Regions from separate parts of the Bombyx mori genome. Here region 2 is linked to region 1. The links are chromatin contacts, called in public Hi-C maps. All regions are on one chromosome and are shown on one strand. Each heading gives the region's core, a stretch centred on a gene start, on an enhancer-like site or on the middle of the called end of the contact. The rest is flanking DNA. Distances are from core to core; before and after follow the strand shown. Region 1 overlaps LOC101738898 (DENN domain-containing protein Crag). Region 2 holds the start of Mek (MAP kinse-ERK kinase).

Region 1 (5,133 bases), core at 1,336-3,835:
ATGGGCTGGGTATTCCGTATAATCAACGAAATGCATAGAAAAAAAGTTAACTATAATTGTCTTTGTCTATTTAAAAATTGACATATCTCATAGACTGGACAACTTGTTGACTACAAACTAAAAAAAAAATTGTAATTATTATTTTTATCATTCAGGTGTACCGTCGAACCCCGACTTAAGTTCATCGACAAGGCCGAGAAGTAATTCACTAGGGAACGATGAGCCAGATTCGCCTATTACTGTGTCGGATAAAAGACAGGTCTGTATTCAATTAAACATTAAAATGAATAAACGGAAATTTATTTTAATGTCCATGAGTGTTATTTTTTTTTTATTTTTTTTTTTATTGCCCTTGTAGGCAGACGAGCATACGGCCCACCTGATGGTGAGTGGTTACCGTCGCCCATGGACTTCAGCAATGCCAGGGGCAGAGCCAAGCCGCTGCCTATTTGACCTCACACTCCATTGTTGATGAATTGAATACCAGTTTTTGACTTTTTATCGGGTTCCCGTGGGACGTGACATAAAACGTGGTATAACAAAACGCAACTGATATGGAATAACAAAATGCAACTGACAGCTAAACGTTCTATGGTTAAATAAAGTAAAATTTTGAAGTTGACCAGTTGATATGTTTGAAACAAACCGTGTGGCGGAACAAAGTTCGCCGGGTTCGCTAGTTATTAATATAATCGTCATTAGAAAAGTCTAGGCCAGGTTGTATATGCGTATTCTTATATATTATGAGTTTATTGACTGCTTATTATTTTTAGACTATCCACGTCAGCCCTGACAGTCCATCGGATCTTCGCATTCTAACGAGATCAGAAAGTTTCGCGGGAGACGCTCAAATAGTGCAGAACTTGCAGAGGCTTTCGTTTACGGGTAAGCTTTATTTGTTCTATCATCTACATAGAATGTTACATTCAATTACGTTAGAATTCTTCGAATTTAATATAAACTAAAATTCGATGGATATTTAGTGTGTAAGGAATCGTTTTTCAGGTAGCGTTACTCCTCAAAGCATAAGGATAAGATTTTTGGGTGAACAATTTTACTTATGTTTTTCATCGAGCGTGCTGTTAAATAATTAAAATACAGGCGTCCGGTCTTTCGGGGTCAACGGCGTCTCTTAAAAATGAGTTAGAAAAGTTATATTTTCTAAATCGATGAGTAATCAATCATCATTAGCTTACCTAGTCATTGAATGTTTTTTTTGGTTTGCTTGTGAGGGAGCGTGTTACCATCGTCACAGCTACTGAGACGTTAAATTAAATCAGAGCTTGGAAATTTACAGTTCAGCAAACGCGCAGCACTTTTACTTAATTAAGATTAAGCTTAAGGCTGATGTTGACCGGCTTTAGCACCAGGCTCTTCAGTATACGTCGCTACTTCGATTGCGTTACAATAACGGATATATCGTGACCAAAAAAAACTTGGTGCTCGTGAATGAAGTGAAACTTCTTTTTCGATGTGTAGTATTGTGGTTTTCTTCATTTTTCATTCTTAAAACAGATTGCTCTTGTAATAGGGAATGCTGTGTATAAGAGACGCGACATCTTCAACATTTATATTATGTATATTTTAAATGATAGATATAAAAAAATATATTTTTTTTTAATCCTTCTTGGACGCTACTCGTTGCTAAGGCTCGCGCTGGCCTGTAACAGGTATACTACGCGCAAGCGTACGAGTGTCACGCATTCACACTCACTCTGTCTCTTTCTATTTCTCCTCCCCAGAAACGTTAAACCCTTAACGCAACCTTGTTGGAAGTCACATTAGAAGTTTCACTTCAAAAACAATGTAGAAACTTTGTTTTAGGTATTTCGAACGCGAAAACGAAGTGTTCGAGGGCGTTGAGCTTCCCTGAGGAATCTGACAAGGACGTGGATGTTGAGACGTTGAAAACATCGAAGGCTTCTCCGCTCAGGTCAGAATTTTATTGATATATAGAATTTTTTTAACCGAGTATTTTTTTTATTTTCATCTTCTAAATTATTCTACATTATTCTAAAACATAAAAGTTTCTTATTCACGACTTTGGTTCAGTTAAAACAAAATATTATATATGAAACGTGTGCTATCGGTTTTTATATGTGAATTCTTATAAACTTTTGGGACGTTACGAAATAAGGAAGATCTTCCCTCGAGCAGGTGAAATCGGTAGACCGACGTTATGAATGTATACGCAATCTTATCTTGAAAATATTGTTATTACGATTCAAGCATCTGTCAAATATTTTCTGTTCCATGAAATCCACCAGTACAAACTTACAAAGTGAAATAATAATACAAAAATTTGCTAGCGAAACACATATTTTTCTGAATGCTCCTGTTATATATATTTTTATTTGTAGACAAACACACATATATGAATATTGCGTAATCGCATTAGACGATACATTATTTACAATTAACCATGTATTAAATAAGGTTTCTTTATTTGACATCGCAGAGTATCGCCAAGAACACCAGTACTAAGTGACGACCCCCTGGGTGCCCTGAGCGTCCCCCCTGTCCCGGACGAGGCGGCGCCCCCGCGCACCCCCTCCCCCGCGGACCCTCCTCTGCCGAAGCACGAGCTTAGCGTCAGCCCTAAGCTCTTCCATCGCCGCAGCAACTCCTTCCAGGATGATCCGCCCGAACAGTTAGGGTATACATATTCCTTTTTTATTTACTCATTTTGCACCCGTAAACACTCAACTTTTATTTATATTATTGATAGCTTTATCAATTTATTATTGGGAACCAATTTTTTTATTTCTTAAATTGGTGCACAAGCTCACGGCCCACCCAGTGTTAAGTGGTTACCGTAGCCCATAGACATCTACAACGTGAATGCCGCCACCTTGAGACTAGAGTTCCAAAGGCCTCAGTTCAGTACAACGGCTACCCTACTCTTCAAACCGAAAAGCATTACTGTTTTACGCCAGAAATAGGAAGGGTGGCGGTACCTACCCGTTCGGACTCAGAAGACGACGACTTACCACCAGTAAATTTCGTAAAGAAAAATGTCTAGAAGCCGATTGTCCCACCTTGAACCGGACCCATTCAAACATAAAAAACAATTTTCGTACTTAATGCAGAAGAATTGGGTATTTCGGATTACACCATTTTTTTTTTAAGTATCTACTTCCTAAATTTCAACATAATTATAAACAGTATCACGTATAAAAAAGAATCTTAAATGAAAGTGCTCGATAAAATAAATGAACTTATTAAATACCTAGTCGCCCCCCACACCGCCCCCACAGCGGCGGGTTAGGGGGGCGACGCGTCCGTGTGACAAGATAACCTCGATAGTTTCCTGTGCGCAGGAAACTGCACAGGAGCGAGACGGTGCCCGCCGGGACGGTCTCCTCGAGCCTCGTTAGCCTTGGGAACACTCTGAAGCTCAATTTCGGGTGAGTCACAAAACAATCGCGCTTGCATTAGCAGCTCTGTTTACATACATTAGAAGTGTAAAGGCTAAAACAGCGATTCCCGATTAAGTTTGAAATGAGAAAATAAATACGAATTAATACAGTACCCGGCGATAAATATTGCACATCGATTTTTGGAAAGAGATAATCGAGTATTTGCGTAGTCGTAGAGCGCTATCTCTGTCGCACACTACCCGTGCGACGTTTGTCCTAGACCGGGGTAATGTGCGGTCGGATTTTTAGTGTTTCGAGCGAAAGAGACAATGCTATACGAAACCGAAATTAGCTGATTGTCTCTTTCTAAAAATCGATGTGCGATTTTTATCACCGGTAAGAAATATTTTTCACATTACAAATTGAAAATCTGTTAAGCATTCGACAAACAGAACGCGTACTTAGCGCCGCGTACTTAACGTCGCGCTCTTTTCATGTCACACCAATTGACTAGATGAGTCTTAACGCTCCTCGACGCAACGTATTCGCCAAATCATAGTGCCTTTCGATAGCAGTGTGAAAATTTAAAAGTATTAAGAAATCGAGTGATTCAGATGTGGCATTGTATAAGCATTGGTATTTTCTAACTATTTATATCATTTTTTCGGGCATTATCTAGTATTTTAATACACATTCACTCGGACGCTAAAATAAAATTTGTAAAAAATTTCAACGCCTGACGTCAAAGCGTCCTAATGCCGCGACATAGCGCTGCGTACTTATAGCGTTGGGGCTCTGTTTGACGGTATGTTACTATATTAGTACAACACATCACGGGGTCATAGCACGGAGTCAGTTTAGCGCTCTGACGCGCGCTAATTACGCGTTCTGTTTGACGAAGGCTTAAATGCCTTAAAAGTTAATAATATAATTTTTCTTGTTTTATTGAGTGCTTAAGATTACCTCTGGAGCTCTAATTGGGAAACACTGTACTAAATCATTAAACAAATCGCTTGAACTGAATTAAACTTGTTACACATCTTGAAGTCACATCATGTTTTAAGGTGGCTGCACTTCAAAAGAAATATATTAAAAAAAAACTGCCAATAAATGTAGTTCCATTAAAATTTATTATTTTTCCTTTGCTTTGTAGATTTACAATAAAAAAAAACCAATCTCATAAAATTCGATGTAACGAAATTCTTGAGTAGCGTTTTAATTTTTTTCGTATGTGATCAATTTGTGTATGTTTTTTTATTTGCATATTTTTATATATACTATTTATATATATATATTTTATAATTTAACCGCACAGCAAGTCGCGTATGCTAGCTTATTTATTTCCTTAGACGCTATTCGCCTGCACGGCTGTCGTTGCGAAAGGAAAACATGAAAATCGGAAAGGCTATGATCGAGAACTACTTCAGGTGAGACCTTGGAGCTTATTGTGTCTTTATAACGACCGCAGTTTTGTTTGCATATAACAAAAGTTTAACTTTCACATCGAATATAAGTTTCGTTCGCCTCGCAAAAACTTTTATTATTTTAATACATTTTAAAATCTCAACTATTTTTTTATTGTTTATGTATATATTTCGTTAAATTACTCCAGCCTCTTAGACATTGATTTTTTCGATGTCACAGTATTAACAAAAATGACGGTAACTTCGAGAGAAAAAAAAATTCGAAATATAAATAATTTGATCAGTTTTTCCGTACGCGAATCTGTGATATTAAGAACAGCACAAATGAATATAATATGTTAGATTAACTA
Region 2 (5,196 bases), core at 744-3,243, 570 kb after region 1:
ATCCAATGACCCTCCATCCATGTATTCCATGCATATAGAGATCTCGCCATCACTATAGAATGCTCCATAGAAGCCAACTATATGTGCAAAGTTACATTCATGAAGTACTTTTAACTCTCTGATTATCTGCTTTTTTATAGCCGGTTTCACTTCGAGATGAATCAACTTGCGTGCCATGATGAGTCCGGTAGATTTGTGACGAACTTTCATTACAACTCCACCGTTGCCTTGGCCTGAAATTTTATAATAATTAAAAGTCACTAACAATGTATATAATTAGTAATTCTTTTATATAGTTTAGTTATTCTTATTTTTCAATTACATTTTTTACTTTTCCTGAAATTACCAATTATAGGGTAAGTTTAATTAAGCATTTAAAGGTCATCACCAAGTTAAACTTTGAAGTTGTCAGTAAAGTAATTTAAAAATAGCAGAAAATTAAAATACTCACTAGTACAAATATTATTTTAGATACTTTATAAAATCACTAACCTAATTCACCAAGCTTCTCAAAGTCATCATCACTCAGCTCTCCAATCTTCTCTTTCTGACAGAGGAATACTTCTATCCTGCGCCTCTGAGTATCATCCATCTCAATTTGCTCCAGTCTCTCAGTTAAAGCCTCTATACTTGTCTTTGACTTGCCTGCTAACCCTTGCCGCCTACAACAATTTTACAGTAACATAAAAAATTTCAATGTAAATATATATGCTTATATATATTATTAAGAAGCTAGAAATGCAGTATATACTTGGTGCCATTCCATTTATATGGAGGACCATAATATCATTGTTGTGATGTTCATTGGCTATATTTATCACTATATAAAGAGGTAGGCTATGAATTTGGTCACCTGCCTAAGCAATTAACAAATAAAAACTGATAAACTGTTTAACTCTTGTAATGTAAAGCATTAGAAATGTTGGAAATAATAAAATGAAAATAATAAATACGAAAATAAACCATAACAAGTGTTTTAATGATATCTGAGAATCAAAAATTTAACTTCTATAATTATAATAATGAATTTCTTAATAATTTTAGGTTTGATAATAATACTTTACTGCTGTAAAGATTATTAAAATCCCTATTTAATAACTTCAACCTCATAACGAAGTTTCATTATTTATATACTTACTCATTTGCAGTAGCAGATTTGAGCTGTGGTGTCATGTTAGATGGCGTGGCAGCTGGGTTTGTGTCTATTGACCCTGGTGGAAGGGTCAAATTCAGTTTGTTCTTTGACATCTTACTCATTTTGATTTTTTAGATCTTCCCTCATCCATGAAGTATCTACAACAGTTGATTTATTATTAAATAAGAGGGTTTAATTTTTTTGAGGTTTTTGGAAATTTAATGACAAGTTCTAAGTTTCTTGCCAGTGTAAGCCAGCTATGCCTGCGTCTTTAAGTTTTGTGAAGACATTTTTGTTTTGGTAAATAAGCTATTTCAGGTCCTAGGTTATCTCGAAAGTGTTAAAAAAGAAAAACACTATTTTCCCCTTAAATATAATCTACTGTCTATATACTGTAATGTATCTGTACTATTGGTTTCTGATAAAAAAAACAATGTTTTTGTTGTTTGGATTATTCATTTTCTTGAGTAAAATTTTTGGTTAGAGTGCCTAATTATGATACTAATGATTAATATTTAAAATCTATTAATACTTAAACAAAAAGGATGTAGCAAGGAGCCATTATGAATTGAATTCAATTATTATATTCAAACGAAGTTTTTCTTAATTTTAAATGGAAATTTCATCGAACACCGCAAAATTTATGAACAACAAAAAGCGTTGTAAGAAAAAACAAGATTCATACTCATCAAATACCCATTTGTCAAGGCATTATTTTATAACGTTCACACAGCAACGGTATTTCTTACAAAAAAATTGAAACACAAACAAAACTACTCAAAAAGAGTCCCAAACCCAGCAATTAATGTCGGAAAAAACCTTAACTGAAAAGAAAATGTAAATCGAATATTCGTCACTCGCAAATTTTTTGCCGTAAGTAGATATGACATTTTTTTGATTCGTCTTTTGGATAGGCAAAGAGAATGTGACCCAAACAGCTTAACTACTCTTTTGAAACAAAACCTGAAGTTATAAAAAAAAAATAGAACTAGATTCTATAATTTACCGAGAAACCAAGTTGAGCAAATTTTTTTTTCAGACTACTACTCGCAAAAAATTCAAATCTAACAAGTAATAATAAAAATTATCTAATCACCAAAATATTGATAATAATAATAAATGATTTATGTTCGGAATTCTCATATCTTTTTTTCTTTCTTCAACAAACAAAAATTTAAGTAAAGGTTAAGGTAGGTATGTACAAAACAATGAACAAGAATATTGATGTTATGTCATAAATCGAAATATAATCGATTTCTTCCAGGCAACTTTATAGGAAGTTAATTTATTTCATAAAAATGATAGTGGTTATCTACGTTGCAAGTAGTACTATAGAAATACGTTGTGATCTATATGAGCTCCAGTAACTCTCTGAGCTGCTTTGCTTGTTATGCTCTCCAAGTTCTGAGCTGCTTTGCTCGTTTATGCAATTAAAAAATCAAACATAAATCATGAGAAAAAATAAAAATTGAAAAATACTATTAGATTGGAATAAGAATATTAAAATTCATTGACATGCTGCTTTAAGATATTCTTCGTCTTTTATGTATGGCAATTGGCTTCTTGCGATACCATTGTTGCCAATGTCCAGTTTATAAAAATCTTCAATTATTAAATACCTACCTTCAATTATAAAATAAATAATTAGAAAATTTGAAATTTTCTGTTATATCAAAAACTAGCAGCCCGCTCCGGCTTCGCTCGGATCTTTAGCAAAAATTTCAACGACGTTGTTTTACTTTTTTATATAAAAGAACACTTATTGTGGCATAACTATAATAGTTAGACATATGCTGTCGCGACACTTTTTGTAAATAATAATATGTTCTACAAAGTCGTAGTACATTATTTTATTCTGTCATCAATAGTTTTCGCAGGGCACGCAATGTAGTATGGATCCCAAATTTTTTTCAAAAAAGATTATAGCCTATGTCACTCGGGAATAGTGTAGCTTCCAAACAGTGAAAGAATTTTTCAAATCGGTTCAGTAGTTTTGGAGCCTATTCGATACAAACAAACAAACAAACAAATCTTTCCTCTTTATAATATTAGTATAGAAGTATAGATAATGGAGCGAAATGAGATTTAATTTAGTTTATTCATTTGAGACTGTAATCAATTGAGATGAAATTAAATGAAACGAGATGAGATGAAATAAAGGATCAGTAAGATTATGGTTATTTACTGAGACTTCAGTGGACTTTTAAGAACTTATGAAGCCACGTCCAACGGCTGTTTAATTTTTCCAAATTTGTGTATTTTAAGATGCCAAACAGTAAATAATGTACTATTATTACACGTTTAAACCTGAAGAAACACTAAATTAACAAAACTATTCAGACAGCTTTGCTCATATTCCCGCAAAAATACCTAAAGCAATTCAGTGTAATGAAGAGTGAAGTAATGTGGTTCAAAGTCCAACAGCCACTAGAGAGTATCTTCAACATAGTTTTCTGTTGAAACTATCGATCAACTTCATTCATATTGTGTAGTGGCATTTTAAAAGGACACTACTTATTATTCACAGATTAATTTACTAGTTATTTATACCTTTAACCCTTATTGTATGTTCCCACTTTGACACAAGATTGATATCTCAACCCGGAACAGATATATCAATCACTGTTCTGTACATTGTGTTTAGTATACCCCTATGAATAAATAGACTTATTATTTATTCATAGGTATACCCTAATTAACTAAATTAAATATAAACAATCTAACATCACAGCTATGTGATGATTATTCTATTTATCTTTCTTTTATAATTTCTATATCAGGATGAAAACAAAAAAAGTACAATATTAAGAAATGGGTTTATAATAATGTTGAAATAAAATTAGAACCTAGGCAATACATTAAAATAAAATCAAGCTTATTTATTTACAGAAATCACCTAATGCTGCTTGTTAATGTAACTAGCTCTAATACTAAAATAATATGCTCAAATATTTAAATATTGTTCAATTACAAATGAAATATCATATTAAATTTACTATTCAATAAAATAATACAAATGAATCATTTGCATCATATGGTCAAACATTGAAGCATTAAGCAATCAAGAGTTTTCAATTTTCTATTATATTTCAGAAAAGTGAAAACTCATGAAGACTTTAATTTAGTTAAAAACATATTTATGCCAGGCTGATTCTTTTTTTCGGGACCAATCTTTTTGTTTTCAACTTTAGGCGATTTTCCTTCTTTTTCCTCTGATTTGGGCTTTTTCTTTTTTTCAGATTTATTGTTTTGTTCACTGTTTTCAGAATTAACAGGTTTCTTTTTCTTAACTCTTTTTTTCTCTTGTTCGTCAGGTTCACTCGAAGGTTGTAAGAAAGGCGTTGGATCATCAATAACCATGGCTAGTTTCGAGAAGTAATTCCATAAAGCGTCAACGCATTTACTAGGCTTACCACCATCACTACTTTCCCAAAGTGGGCCATACATGCGTGGTTTCAGTTTTTCGGTTGGTTTCTTCATTTCAGTTTCAAATTCATCCTCTAAATGTTTGAGCCTCGCCTTCTGTGTTTCAGGGGACAGTGATAGTACGTCATCATCTTCCATAGTTGCTTCCTATGAATATTTTAAAGAATATATTAAAGTCCAATTAGATAAATAGTAAACAGGTTACTTTTACTTAAATAGTAATCAAGACTCATCTCCAACATATCAAAATTGGGACGGCCTACTTCGAAACATGAGGTTGAAGTATGAACAAAATTGGAATACTGGAATACTTATTGGAAAATTACTTTAAACAGGATTTGATATCGATATATGGTGCCATTTAATTTGCTATTTATATTTCTGATATCCAGGAGCGAGGGAACATGATGGAGATTCTTCCTTTAGTGGAATAAATGACCATGATTGGTTTTCTGTAGAAAATAGCAACAGGGTTGAATCAACACTACATATTAAATTTTTGTTTTGTTGTGTCTGAGTAAATTCTAATTTTAAAAGATATACGTTTTTAATATTTGAAGCTTAATACTAATATTAGGGTAATTAATACAAACCTCATCACTAAGATATCCGTGCGGTACAAACACTTCATTATC

The links. A called contact is a pair of places that touch in the nucleus more often than the background predicts.
Region 2: a contact with region 1 is called in a Hi-C map of whole pupa, with 2.7 times the contacts expected there. The contact joins the promoter of Mek here to the enhancer-like site in region 1. A contact is called at or near these places in 2 of 7 Hi-C or Micro-C datasets (middle silk gland and whole pupa).

Annotation. Positions count from the first base shown.
Region 1 is chr21:5,699,641-5,704,773 of ASM3026992v2, forward strand. LOC101738898 (DENN domain-containing protein Crag) reads left to right here. Exons shown (of 34, transcript XM_012693346.3): 22 at 156-259; 23 at 774-885; 24 at 1,825-1,933; 25 at 2,459-2,656; 26 at 3,333-3,407. Among protein-coding and RNA genes, the nearest start is that of LOC101746488, 17 kb to the right of the region's middle. Within about 2 kb of position 2,586, at least 3 of the 8 cell types and tissues checked have open chromatin away from gene starts, as enhancers often do.
Region 2 is chr21:6,274,765-6,279,960 of ASM3026992v2, forward strand. It overlaps Mek (MAP kinse-ERK kinase), which reads right to left and starts at 1,994. Exons shown (of 9, transcript NM_001043457.1): 1 at 1,821-1,994; 2 at 1,139-1,293; 3 at 493-665; 4 at 1-233. The coding sequence starts at 1,257. LOC101739324 (chromatin assembly factor 1 subunit A) reads right to left here. Exons shown (of 6, transcript XM_038018440.2): 5 at 5,155-5,196; 6 at 3,940-4,708. The coding sequence ends at 4,241.